Linked DNA regions of Zea mays: region 2 is linked to region 1. Evidence: chromatin contacts called from public Hi-C data. All regions are on one chromosome and are shown on one strand. The core of a region is the stretch at or near the end of the contact, and the rest is flanking DNA. Distances in the headings are between cores, read along the strand shown. Region 1 holds the start of LOC100857065 (protein LATERAL ROOT PRIMORDIUM 1). Region 2 holds the start of LOC541630 (Two-component response regulator ARR9).

Region 1 (5,593 bases), core at 248-2,747:
CCGAATAAAAATCTCCTCCTCCTCTTCCTCCTGCGGCACCTCCCAGCTGAGCTGAGCTGAACTTGCTGCTGGTTCTCCGCCCACGCCAAGAGGGTATTGGAGTATCTTCTCTGAGTTGCGCAGCTAGTGCAGTAGAGCGTCCTGTCTCTCTCTCTATCTACCCCCCTAATCACTGGCTTCCTCTCTCCCCTACCCTATATACCTGGTCCTGTTCCTATCATCATCATGATCATCATCAATATCTACTCTCAGCCTTCAGTGGGGAACTCTAACACCCCCTTTTCGCTCGTCTTTTTCCTCCCCTTACCTCGCTTCCTGCCCTGCTGCTGCTGCTAGTCTAGCGATTTTTATTGCGATTTCTTCAGCCTAGGACAGTGACATGGAAGAGAGAGAGGAGAGGAAGAAGAAAAGGGATGGTAGAGAGAGACTAGTAGAGCGAGAAAGCTTCTCGCGTCTCTCTCCTCTGGAACTGGAGGAAGGAGGAAGGTTGCAAGAGAGAGAGAAAGGATAGGATAGGAAAAGAAGAGAAAAGAAAGGGGTGGGTGGGGTGGTTTTATGAATATAAGTGGGCGGAGTGGGGACACTGAAATTCCTCTGTGAGATCTTCTCGATCACTCCCTATCTATCTTTGGCGGTGGGATTTCCAATTGGCTTCCTCTTCCCCCGCTTGTCTTGTTGCCCCCGTCCCTGCCGCTGCCGCCTGCCCTGCAGCCTGCAGCAGCTCGCACCACTGCTGACCCCCTGCGCACCACTGACGAGCTTCTTCTGCTGCTGCTGATGGCTTCTGCTCCTGCCGATCCTGCAGCCGCGTTGAAGGCGTGAGCGCTCTTCAGCGGGAGGGGTCAGGGTCAGGGATCTATCTAGCTAGCTAGCCTGCTGCCTACCCCTCCTGCCAACATTGGAATCGATGTATCCCACGCATCCACACACACTCACACATTTGCCAACGGTCAGACATCCACTGTGGTCAGTAGTATACTCTCCTCCGTTGCCCGCGAACGCCTTCCTTTTTGTTTTTTTCTACTCGCCAAGCACAAGCATGCTTCCTTTCTGCAGCCTCAAATATATATTTTTTCCCGATCATACAAATATCCTCTTTACAGCTGCAAGCTGCTTCGATCGTCGTCGTGCCATTACTACACTAACCCGCACCCCGCAGGATCCTCTCTGCCGCAACGTTCCGCAGCCAAACGCCCGACGCGTGGATCTGAAATTGGCTCCACTCGGCAGCGGCGGCCAACGGCGGAGCAACCGCTCACTCACACTATTGTGATGAGTATTGTGGCGGCATCCATGTCATACGCTTCAGAAAGCATCTGACGGTGACCAGCTCGGAACAGTCTAATTCGTTTCGAAAGTAAATTATTGTTCTGCCAATTGTTATGTACGGGAAAAAAATGTCCAAAATGATCTGTGCAGGATACGCAGATAGCATGTTGTTCTACCCTAATTCAGCTTAATACATAATAATAATAATACTATCTGGCTTGCAAAACAAAAAACAATTCTATCATATCTACCATGTTGTTTTACCCTAATCCAACTGAATACATATATGAATCACTTTTTCTTCTTTTGGCTCAACTAACACTGTGGACGGAACATATATATATCATTTCATTCTTTTTTGCATTCACTAGCATTGGGTGTGCTCTTCTCATATGTCCAAACTGGGTCGTACATGCAGCAATGGGAAACAATCCGCGTGATTGGATACCTAGCCACGTGCGTCCAGGCCCTCCACGTTCCGTTTACCACACTTAACCGATGATTGGTGGGTTGTATGTATGGAGAAGAGCTTGCATGCACCGATGCAACTTAGTGGCTTTTTGTTGTGTCAGTTTGTACGCGTGGAGATACGGAGAGAGAGGATCCCTGCGCATCCAGGCCGCCGCGAGCCTTGCGCCCACGAGCTGGACGTCCAATCACGCTGAATGCGACTTCTTAGATCCCATCGTCATCTAATCTTTGTTATCTACCATTCGTATAGTAGTGAGACTTAAATTCATATGTTAGATGGTATGGCCTATAATTCTAATCATGTAGACCTTCTAAGAGGTCGGATGTAGGTTAAACGCTTTTACCTTAATTTTAATAATATTTTAATCCTTTGTGTCTTGGATAGAAAATGTCAATCAAAACTATTATGAATAAATGGATATATGTCTTTCTTCACTGCTTTATCCTAACTTATGTTAGAGTACGCAATCTAAGGTCGGTTACCATTGGACACTCATCCTAAGTGTCAACAACATTTCTCCTATTATTAGATCAACACCAACCATTCCCTCATATGTCTCTCATGTCTATACTTTCTAATATATCTCACTACATCTTTTAAAGGAAACTCCCCCCTAGGGATGAAAACGTTTTCGGAATTTTTCGGTATTCCGGTAACCGATTTCGAAATTTTTCGATTGGATTCATCGGTAACGGTATTTTTTCAAAAATGGAATCGGTTTTCGGAATTTTCTATCGGAATCGGCGTGGTGTTTTACTGATCGTTTCCTTCGGTTACCGGTTTTTTCGGAAATTACCGGATTTGTGTCTCGGAATTTTCCGGAATCGGGTCTCATAATTTTTCGGAATTGTGTCTCGGAATTTTCCAACATGTGATTTTTCGCATCGCCTGTACGTCTCTAGATAAGGATTACTTGTTATATATTTTTCGGACGCCTTAAGATTTTTTTGGGATAGATGGTGTTGGAAGGCAGTTGAGATTAACGATTTGGTCTTTTCCACACACTAGGTTTTAAGGTATTCCCGTGAGGTTGTGAAAAACTCTTTATGTGAGGAAAAAATATTTCATAAGTAAGCATGCCATGTCAGCTAGATCGAGTGGATATTGTGAATTGTGAACTTTGAGTCTGTGAACTTGTGATCTTTTTGAACTTGTTATACCGTGAACTTGTTATATTATGAACTTGTGATCTTTGTAAACTTTTTATATTATAAATTTGTGATCCTCGTGAACTTGTTATATCATGAATTATGAACTTGTGGTCTTTGTGATCTTTTGTCAACTTCGTTGTATTATGAAGTTTGATATGTTTACCGATCGTATTTTAGATTTCGACCGTTACCGGTGCATTTTTCGCACCAAACTTTCGTTTCTGATGTTTCCGAAATACCGATATTGTTTCCGTTTCCGGAGTTACCATTTTCGATTTTGTTTCCGATAAAAAAAATAAAAACGGTAATGGTTTTAGTGTTTACCGACCGTTTTCATCCCTACTCCCCCCTACAAACATGTTGTCTCCAACCATTCTCTCGATCTGGCTCCCCTAAACAATATAACTCGCCTATTTAAGATTTTTTACCAGTTTTCTAAGTTTAAAATGTATAATATATTTACTGTCGTAATACACATTATTATTAGGTTACGAGCTTACATAGGGTAATGTAGTGTGGAGTATTGGAGGATAAGAAGATGGAACATGATGCTTGAGATTAAAGACGCCCTTCTCTATCTATCTCTTGCTTTTATTGGACATAGCATCTGAAACATCGTGCGACTCTTGTATTTCGAGAATCGTGCGATATGGCTATGCATGATGCTTGAACTACAAGTCAGGTTGACGTGGTGTCTGACAGCTGGCCTCTTTGCGGAGCAATGCATACAACAACAAAAGCCTAGAAGCATCACCCTAAGAGTGGCTAAACCATGGTATCTACCACTTCTGCCACAGTGGGTCGTCGCTTCCACGACTTACTCTGCCATCCCCTGTGCGCCACTACTTAGCCAGGGTTTGTTGGTTGTTACGTCACCCCAGGCACCGACAACATAAGAAGCATAAACATCACGACAGGTCTGCCATATCAGGTGTTTGTGGCAATATTGGTCCCACATGTAGACACCTTGGCCTATGGAGGGCCAGTGAGCCACTGTCGGCACCGAGAGAAGGCATATTGTTAAATTTTGGCAAAGCATCCTTGAAAACCTCATCAACAGAAGATAGATCTGAAGTGGGCTTATCTTGGCATTCTAGGGGACCTTCGCCCTTAGGGCCAAGCCTCAGATCAAGCAGGACCTGTGGCCTTGCAAACCCTTACATTCCTTATGTCACAGCCTCGGGCAGCACTTGCTCTTCTAACCAAACTGACGTGGCGTGTCAGACAAATGAGATAAAGCTCTAGTCTACCACACTTACTGCGAAGGATGATATGACGAGGTCGACGGCTAACATTGCATGGTGCATGTTGGCATAACAAACATTGTTGATATGCATGGGTTGTAGACCTACGTACCCACAAACATTATAAAAAGGATGTGAGGTTACAACGACTAATCAAGTACATTGTATTCGATGGTGTGGACTCTCGTACTTGTCACTATAAAACGACATCGAGAATTTGAGGTTGCTATACGTACATAATTATCGTCTCTTAAACATCTTAATTGGTGTTTCCCGTGGAGATATGAACCTGTTTACGTATAATAAAAGCAACTCCAAAAGAATATGCAAAAAAATTTCCCAAAAACTAATTATAGAGGCCATACTAAAAACTGATTAGGGGTGGAATAAAATGTTTACTCCAGCAGTTTCCCCAAAATAAAAAAACTAAAACTAAATCCATGTAGCTAGCGCACATAATGTCGTTGTTTTTTTAAAAAAAATTGCACGCCACTGCCTTGTGTTCTCGCACACAAGCGCAGGACACGCCCGTCACGCCACCAGCAAGTGCACACACGTATGCAGGCGATTTGGGGAACTTTCTTGTCGCGCATATTTGAGGGACGTGGGTCCTTGTTTGCGGGTCACGAAAAAATTTGAGTGAGGAAGAGTGAAAGTCGCCTAGAATGGGGTGAATAGGGCGAAACTGAAATTCTCAAAAATAATCACAACTACAAGCCCGGTTAGCGTTAGAAATATAATCAAGTCCGCGAGAGAGGGTGCAAAACAAATTGCAAGCGAATAAAGAGTGTGACACGCGGATTTGTTTTACCGAGGTTCGGTTCTCGCAAACCTACTCCCCGTTGAGGTGGTCACAAAGACCGGGTCTCTTTCAACCCTTTCCCTCTCTCAAACGGTCCCTTGGACCGAGTGAGCTTTCTCTTCTCAATCACTTGGAACACAAAGTTCCTACAAGGACCACCACAAGATTGATGTCTCTTGCCTCAATTACAAGTGAGTTTGATCGCAATAAAGAATCAAGAAGGAAGAAAGCAATCCAAGCGCAAGAGCTCGAAAGAACACAAGCAAATCTCTCTCACTAGTCACTAAAGCTTTGTGTGGAATTTGGGAGAGGATTTGATCTCTTGAGTGTGTCTAGAATTGAATTCCTAGCTCTTGTAAGTGGTTGGAAGTGAGAAAACTTGGATGCAATGAATGGTGGGTGGTTGGGGGTATTTATAGCCCCAACTACCAAACTAGTCGTTTGGTGGGGCTGTCTGTCGAATGGTGCACCGGACAGTCCGGTGCGCCAGCCACGTCACCAAAGCCGTTGGGTTCCGACCGTTGGAGCTCTGTCTTCTGGGCCTGCCTGGATGTCCGGTGGCGCACCGGACATGTACTGTAGAGTGTCTGGTGCGCTAGTATGGGCGTGCCTGTCTTCTGCGCGCGCTGGCGCGCATTTAATGCGCTGCAGGTAG
Region 2 (5,471 bases), core at 1,745-4,244, 220 kb before region 1:
ATTTAGGAGTGTTTTTGGAACCAAACTCTAATCTCTAAACACATTTTATCTCTTTCTGTGTTGATTTAATAGACATAATGTGAAAGTCGTCCCTATCCTTGTTGGTGCACTTAGCTCCCAAAACGAAGCCTTGTATGGGCAGCTGCTCTCCAAATATGTGGATGACCCAAAAAACTTCTTTTCCGTGTCGTCAGACTTCTGCCATTGGGGATCCAGGTAAGCGGTTAGCTTTTATGTGCCTCCTTACTCGTGTCTCTTGCTTGTATGACCAGTGGGAGAAAAATCATGAATTCTGTACATCTTTGAGTAAATTAACTTGTGGTCAGAGTAACATGAGCACGCCATTGCCAGAGCAAGTTAATTTGTATGTCAGGTAGTCCAATGCTCTTGTTATCGCAGACTCAGTGTGTATAGCTTACAAGAACTTGTCACTTGCCTATTTTAGCATCTGAAGATCTCTTTTGTTCGTTGGTTCGTTTCATCACCATCATCTATTGTGGTAAATGGAAATGATTCTATTGATCCCATTCTCACACCAGGTTTAGCTACACATACTACGAAAAGAAGCACGGTGCCATCCATAAATCTATCGAGGCCTTGGACCGTATGGGCATGGAGATCATAGAGACTGGCGATCCCGTAGCGTTCAAAGAATACCTGCAGGAGTACGAGAACACCATATGCGGACGCCACCCCATCAGCGTCTTCCTTCACGTAAGTAAATGACTTTCTGCTTGTCAAAAACCTACTCTCGATGAATGCCTTCCGTTTTACTTCAGCCACTGCATTTTTTTTGTTTGCTTCAGATGTTGAAACATTGCTCGACAAAAATTAAGATAGGCTTTGTCCGCTACGAGCAGTCCAGCCAGTGCAAGAACATGAGGGATAGCAGCGTGAGCTATGCATCCGCAGCAGCGAAGGTTGCTGGTGCATCCGGGGAAGAAGATAAACAAGACTGAGCGAGCTACAGCTCTGTTTGATATACTATATATAAGCCGCCAAACCTTGGTGCGGAATGTGTGACTGGTTTCCCATAAGAAAAAGAACATGTGATTTGGTAAAACATTTTCTTCTTCAGTAAAATAAATAAATATGCAGACTGCTGGGGATCTGTACTAATTAATTAAGAGATTTTCCTAATTCATGCATCGACCTGATTGGACTGGGGCAGGTGCCTGCGATTCGGTGCTTGCGTGGATCGCCGCCCATCTGCGTAAGCAGATCACGCATGTCAGCGTGCATGTGGTGGCGACGAACTGAAGAAGATACGCACACATACAGTAAAGGCACGTCCACTAGTTTGTTTGTGACACTTGTGCATATATTACTACTACTCTACACAGTATGTCAGTACCTACCTGCAAGTTGCTAGAATCAACGTGACCCTTTTGGAAACCAAGGGCCAGTTGCATCCATCTGGAGGATGAATAAATGACTTGGAATAGGAACGAGCTCGTCCTTGGAGAAATAGCAACGGGCTTTGACTTAAAAATCTACATTTACTGAACCTACTAGTGCTATACTCCACTGGTAGGTTCAGATTACCCATGCGTAGGAGAGGAGATTAAAAATGCAGGTGCAAATTTTATGGTGTCGTTTGGGTCGAAATTTTGTAACGTACGGTTAACGAGAACGAAATGACAGATCAATGTAAAAAGCTGAAGGAAAAAGCAGAAGCTGCCATAGCAAGCAAGCTGTCCAATCAATCAGATCGATCGACTGTGGAGACTAGGGTTGAATATCTTTCGGATTGTTCCAGTTTAAGCTGACTCATAGAGTCAGTTTAGCTCGGGTCGTTTACGGGTTTAAGTTAGCTCGTTTAACTTATGAGCAAAGTAAAAAAATATATAAATAATAATCAATTTTTAGTTAATTTTAAACTAATTTAACAATAGAAAATAATAATTATACTCATAATTTTTAAAACTATATCGATGTAACATCAAATTAACACAACTCATTAATTCATAATTCACACGCATATTCATCAGTTTAACATATAGTTTAACATACAGTTATATTCGCATAAACCAATTTAACACATAGGCATTGTTCATACATATAACATGTTCATCATTTGTTACGTAAATGGTATGCATATAGTTTGTTCGCGAGCTGGCTTGTTAACAAACTAAGCTAGGATGTCAGTCCAGCTCGTGAAAAAAAGTTCAAACAAGCCGACGAACAACGAGCATTTTGTCCAGCCCTATTAAAGGCCCAAAGAGCGAAGTAGCAAGGAAATAGGGCTGAACGAAATGCTCGTGGCTCGTTAGCTCGCTCGGTTCATGGTCAGCTCGGCTTGGCTTGGATCGGTTCATTTGATTTTTTTTTTCACGAGCTAAGCTGACATCTTAGTTTGGTTCGTTAATGAATCAGCTTGGATTGTTAATGAGCCAGCTCATGAGCTAACACATTTCAGTAAAACGAAACTATGCATATCATTTACATAATAATTGATACACATGTTATATGTATGCGTGGTGTCTGATCTATAAGTTAAACTAATGATTAATGAACTATGTTTATGTGTTAAATTGATTTATGCGAATATAATTATCGATTAAACTAATAAATGTGTATGTGAATTGTGAATTGATGTGTTATGCTAATTTGACGTTATATTGAAATTGTATTTGAAATTATAAATATAATCACTATTTTCTATTATTAAATTACTTTAAAATTAATGAGAAATTTATTATTATATATATTTTCTGATCTAGCTAGTGAGCTAAACGAACCAAATGGATCTTTAAACGAGCCGGGGTCGCGGGGATGGGAAATCATGGAGCCGATTAGTTGTGGAGATTCGGGTGCGTGATCCGGTCGGATCTTGCTTTCCCAGGGGAGTGGGGGCGGGGATCGAGGCCACGCCGCTGCGTGGGCGGCTGGGCGCGCGTCTGACGTGCCGTGCCGTACCATGGCTGCCAGGCTGCGCCGCTCGCCTATATCCTCCCCTCCTCCCCCGCCTTCCCTCTGCATCTCCCTCTACCCGCCGCCACATTCATCAGTAGAAACCACCTATCCTGCCTGCTCTACCTACCTCCGCTCCCCAGCCATGACGGTGCTGGACGCCGAGTCGCGGTTCCATGTCCTGGCGGTGGACGACAGCATCATCGACAGGAAGCTCATCGAGATGCTGCTCAAGAGCTCGTCTTACCAAGGTGAGCCAACGCCGCCTGGCCCTCAGCCTAAACAGGACAGGGACAGCGCGTCCGTCCGTCCGTATTCTCTCCTTGGGTTTTTTTCGTTGAAATGAAATCCCCTCTCGCCATCGGTTTCTAACCGCGTACCCCTTGTTGTGGTTCAGTGACCACGGTGGATTCCGGGAACAAGGCGCTGGAGCTGCTGGGGCTGAGGGACAACGGCGCGGAGGACGCGTCGCCGCCGTCATCGTCCTCATCATCTTCGTCGTCGTCCTCCCCTGACCATCAGGTAAATCGGAAACTCCCTCACTTATTGCCTCTCGCCTGCCTGCTCGGATTGGCACCCACCCTGCTCTCTTCTGTTCCGTTCTGCCTGTAACCAACCAACCTCTGTCTTGTTCTTGCTACGCGCTGCAGGAGATCGACGTGAGTCTCATCATCACTGACTACTGCATGCCCGGCATGACAGGATACGATCTGCTCAAGCGAGTGAAGGTGAGGGGGCCTCAAATTAAATTCCTCCCTCCCTCTCCCCATTGCTCGGGCTCTCACTTATTAAAATAACCCCCGTGGTGTGGTGTGGTCCGCTTGCCGATTCCGGGATGCAGGGGTCCTCATCGCTCAAGGACATTCCGGTGGTGATCATGTCGTCTGAGAACGTGCCTGCCCGGATCAGCAGGTGAGCTCCCACCGCATTCAATTTTTAAAACCGCCTTCTCATTCACTCGCGTATGCCACTACCAGCATCCATCGAGTTCTTTCGCTGGTCCACTAGTACGCAACTAGCCGGGAGGAGAGTCTAGATAGGGCAGACCTGATATTCATCTCCTGCTTCTTCATGCTTAGTATACTCCGTAGAATCAGCCGACCGGTGCCTGTCGAGGTACCAGATGGAGCCGTGCTGTTGTTCTTGCCTGCCTGGCTGCCTGTTTCTTCCCAACTGGAAGGGTTGGGGCTGTTAAGGGAGCAGATGGAATATTAACGCCATCATGCTAGATCACCAGTTCTGCATGAAATGATTCAGAATGGATCGAGACAATGTGTGAGGAATATTGTTTAGTAATTTGTTTTCTTTTTTCTTTTTACAAAAAAGCCGCCTAGGGATTACGTATTTATTTAGTTTATTGATGTTGGGATCGATTTCTTGATTGGTCGGAGCGCTGAAAGATCTGCTACTTTTGCCTCCGAGAAAATATGTGCCTTGCAGTGGGAGTCGTTAGTTAAAGCCTGCCTAGTTAGCAGGTCTAAAACTTGTCCAGTTAGTAGGTCTTAAGCTTGCAAATAAGTAGATTCTCCCTGCAAACACTCTGCCTTCCATCTTGCTAATCCGCTCCTCCTCTGCCTCGTAACTTTTCACTTTTTGCCAAAATGAAAAATTAACAATATTGCTATTTAGTTGCTGCCTAGTACCACGTACACTTTAAAAAAACAATCCACTTTCCGCCAATTAGGTTCAATTTAAACAAAGCCGGCAGCGGCCAGACGACCAAGAGATTTGATCTTTTTCCAGATGAGAACAAAAGAGGAGCATAGTAGCGTGATTTGACGGGACAATTATGGCAGAAAAAAAGGCCAGGAATTCCCCAGAACAGCTCCAGCTCGACGTTGCCGTGTAACGGAACGGAAGAATTGAATGCATACTAGATCGCCATATCTGGGTGACAGCGACGTAGAGCATAGGAAAGGTCCGTCTCGCTGTCGGCAGCGGTTCTCCGTAATTTCTTCCTCTATATCCCACTGTCCCGCCAGGTTAGTAAAATTTCATTCTCTCAGAATGTGTTTGGTTTGAGGAATAAAGTGATACATCTTCTTCCCACTTTTCACTTTTTTATTTGGTTTGTGGAATAGAATGAGTTGATCCATCACCACTCCATTACTCATAGGCTAATAATTAGTATATACATGAGGAGTGAGTTGATTCCACCAAAATTGATGAAATGAACTTATGATGCATCACCTCATAAAGTATAGAATGACTACACAAACCAAACACACCATAAATTTTCATCCATCTCTCGGAACGATTACCTTTATATCATATTTACAAGTTACAACCCCTCCATCCTAATACAATAGTTTTTTTAAAGTGCTAGGCTGTCTCCAGCGTAATAAATAATAAGCATTTCCATCCATGTTTATTAATATTTTTTATTTTTAAATTTTTTAATTTGAACCAAACAGTAAGTATGATTATTTTTGCAAAAAATACAATACAAAATAGAATGAGTGGTAGTTGAAGGGAAATGTATATTTTATTAGGATGATGGGTTGTAGAAATAGAGGGAACCGCTATGGGAGATAGAAATTTATGAAATATTGTTGATG

The links. A called contact is a pair of places that touch in the nucleus more often than the background predicts.
Region 2: a contact with region 1 is called in a Hi-C map of leaf, with 4 times the contacts expected there. The contact joins the promoter of LOC541630 here to the promoter of LOC100857065 in region 1. A contact is called at or near these places in 2 of 25 Hi-C or Micro-C datasets (both in leaf).

Annotation. Positions count from the first base shown.
Region 1 is chr8:163,924,103-163,929,695 of Zm-B73-REFERENCE-NAM-5.0, reverse strand. It overlaps LOC100857065 (protein LATERAL ROOT PRIMORDIUM 1), which reads right to left and starts at 1,497. Exons shown (of 2, transcript XM_008658638.4): 1 at 1-1,497.
Region 2 is chr8:164,145,032-164,150,502 of Zm-B73-REFERENCE-NAM-5.0, reverse strand. LOC541630 (Two-component response regulator ARR9) reads left to right here and starts at 2,994. Exons shown (of 5, transcript NM_001153304.1): 1 at 2,994-3,164; 2 at 3,311-3,435; 3 at 3,564-3,641; 4 at 3,755-3,825. The coding sequence starts at 3,059. It overlaps LOC100273137, which reads left to right. Exons shown (of 8, transcript NM_001147584.1): 6 at 73-216; 7 at 540-714; 8 at 807-1,117. The coding sequence ends at 959.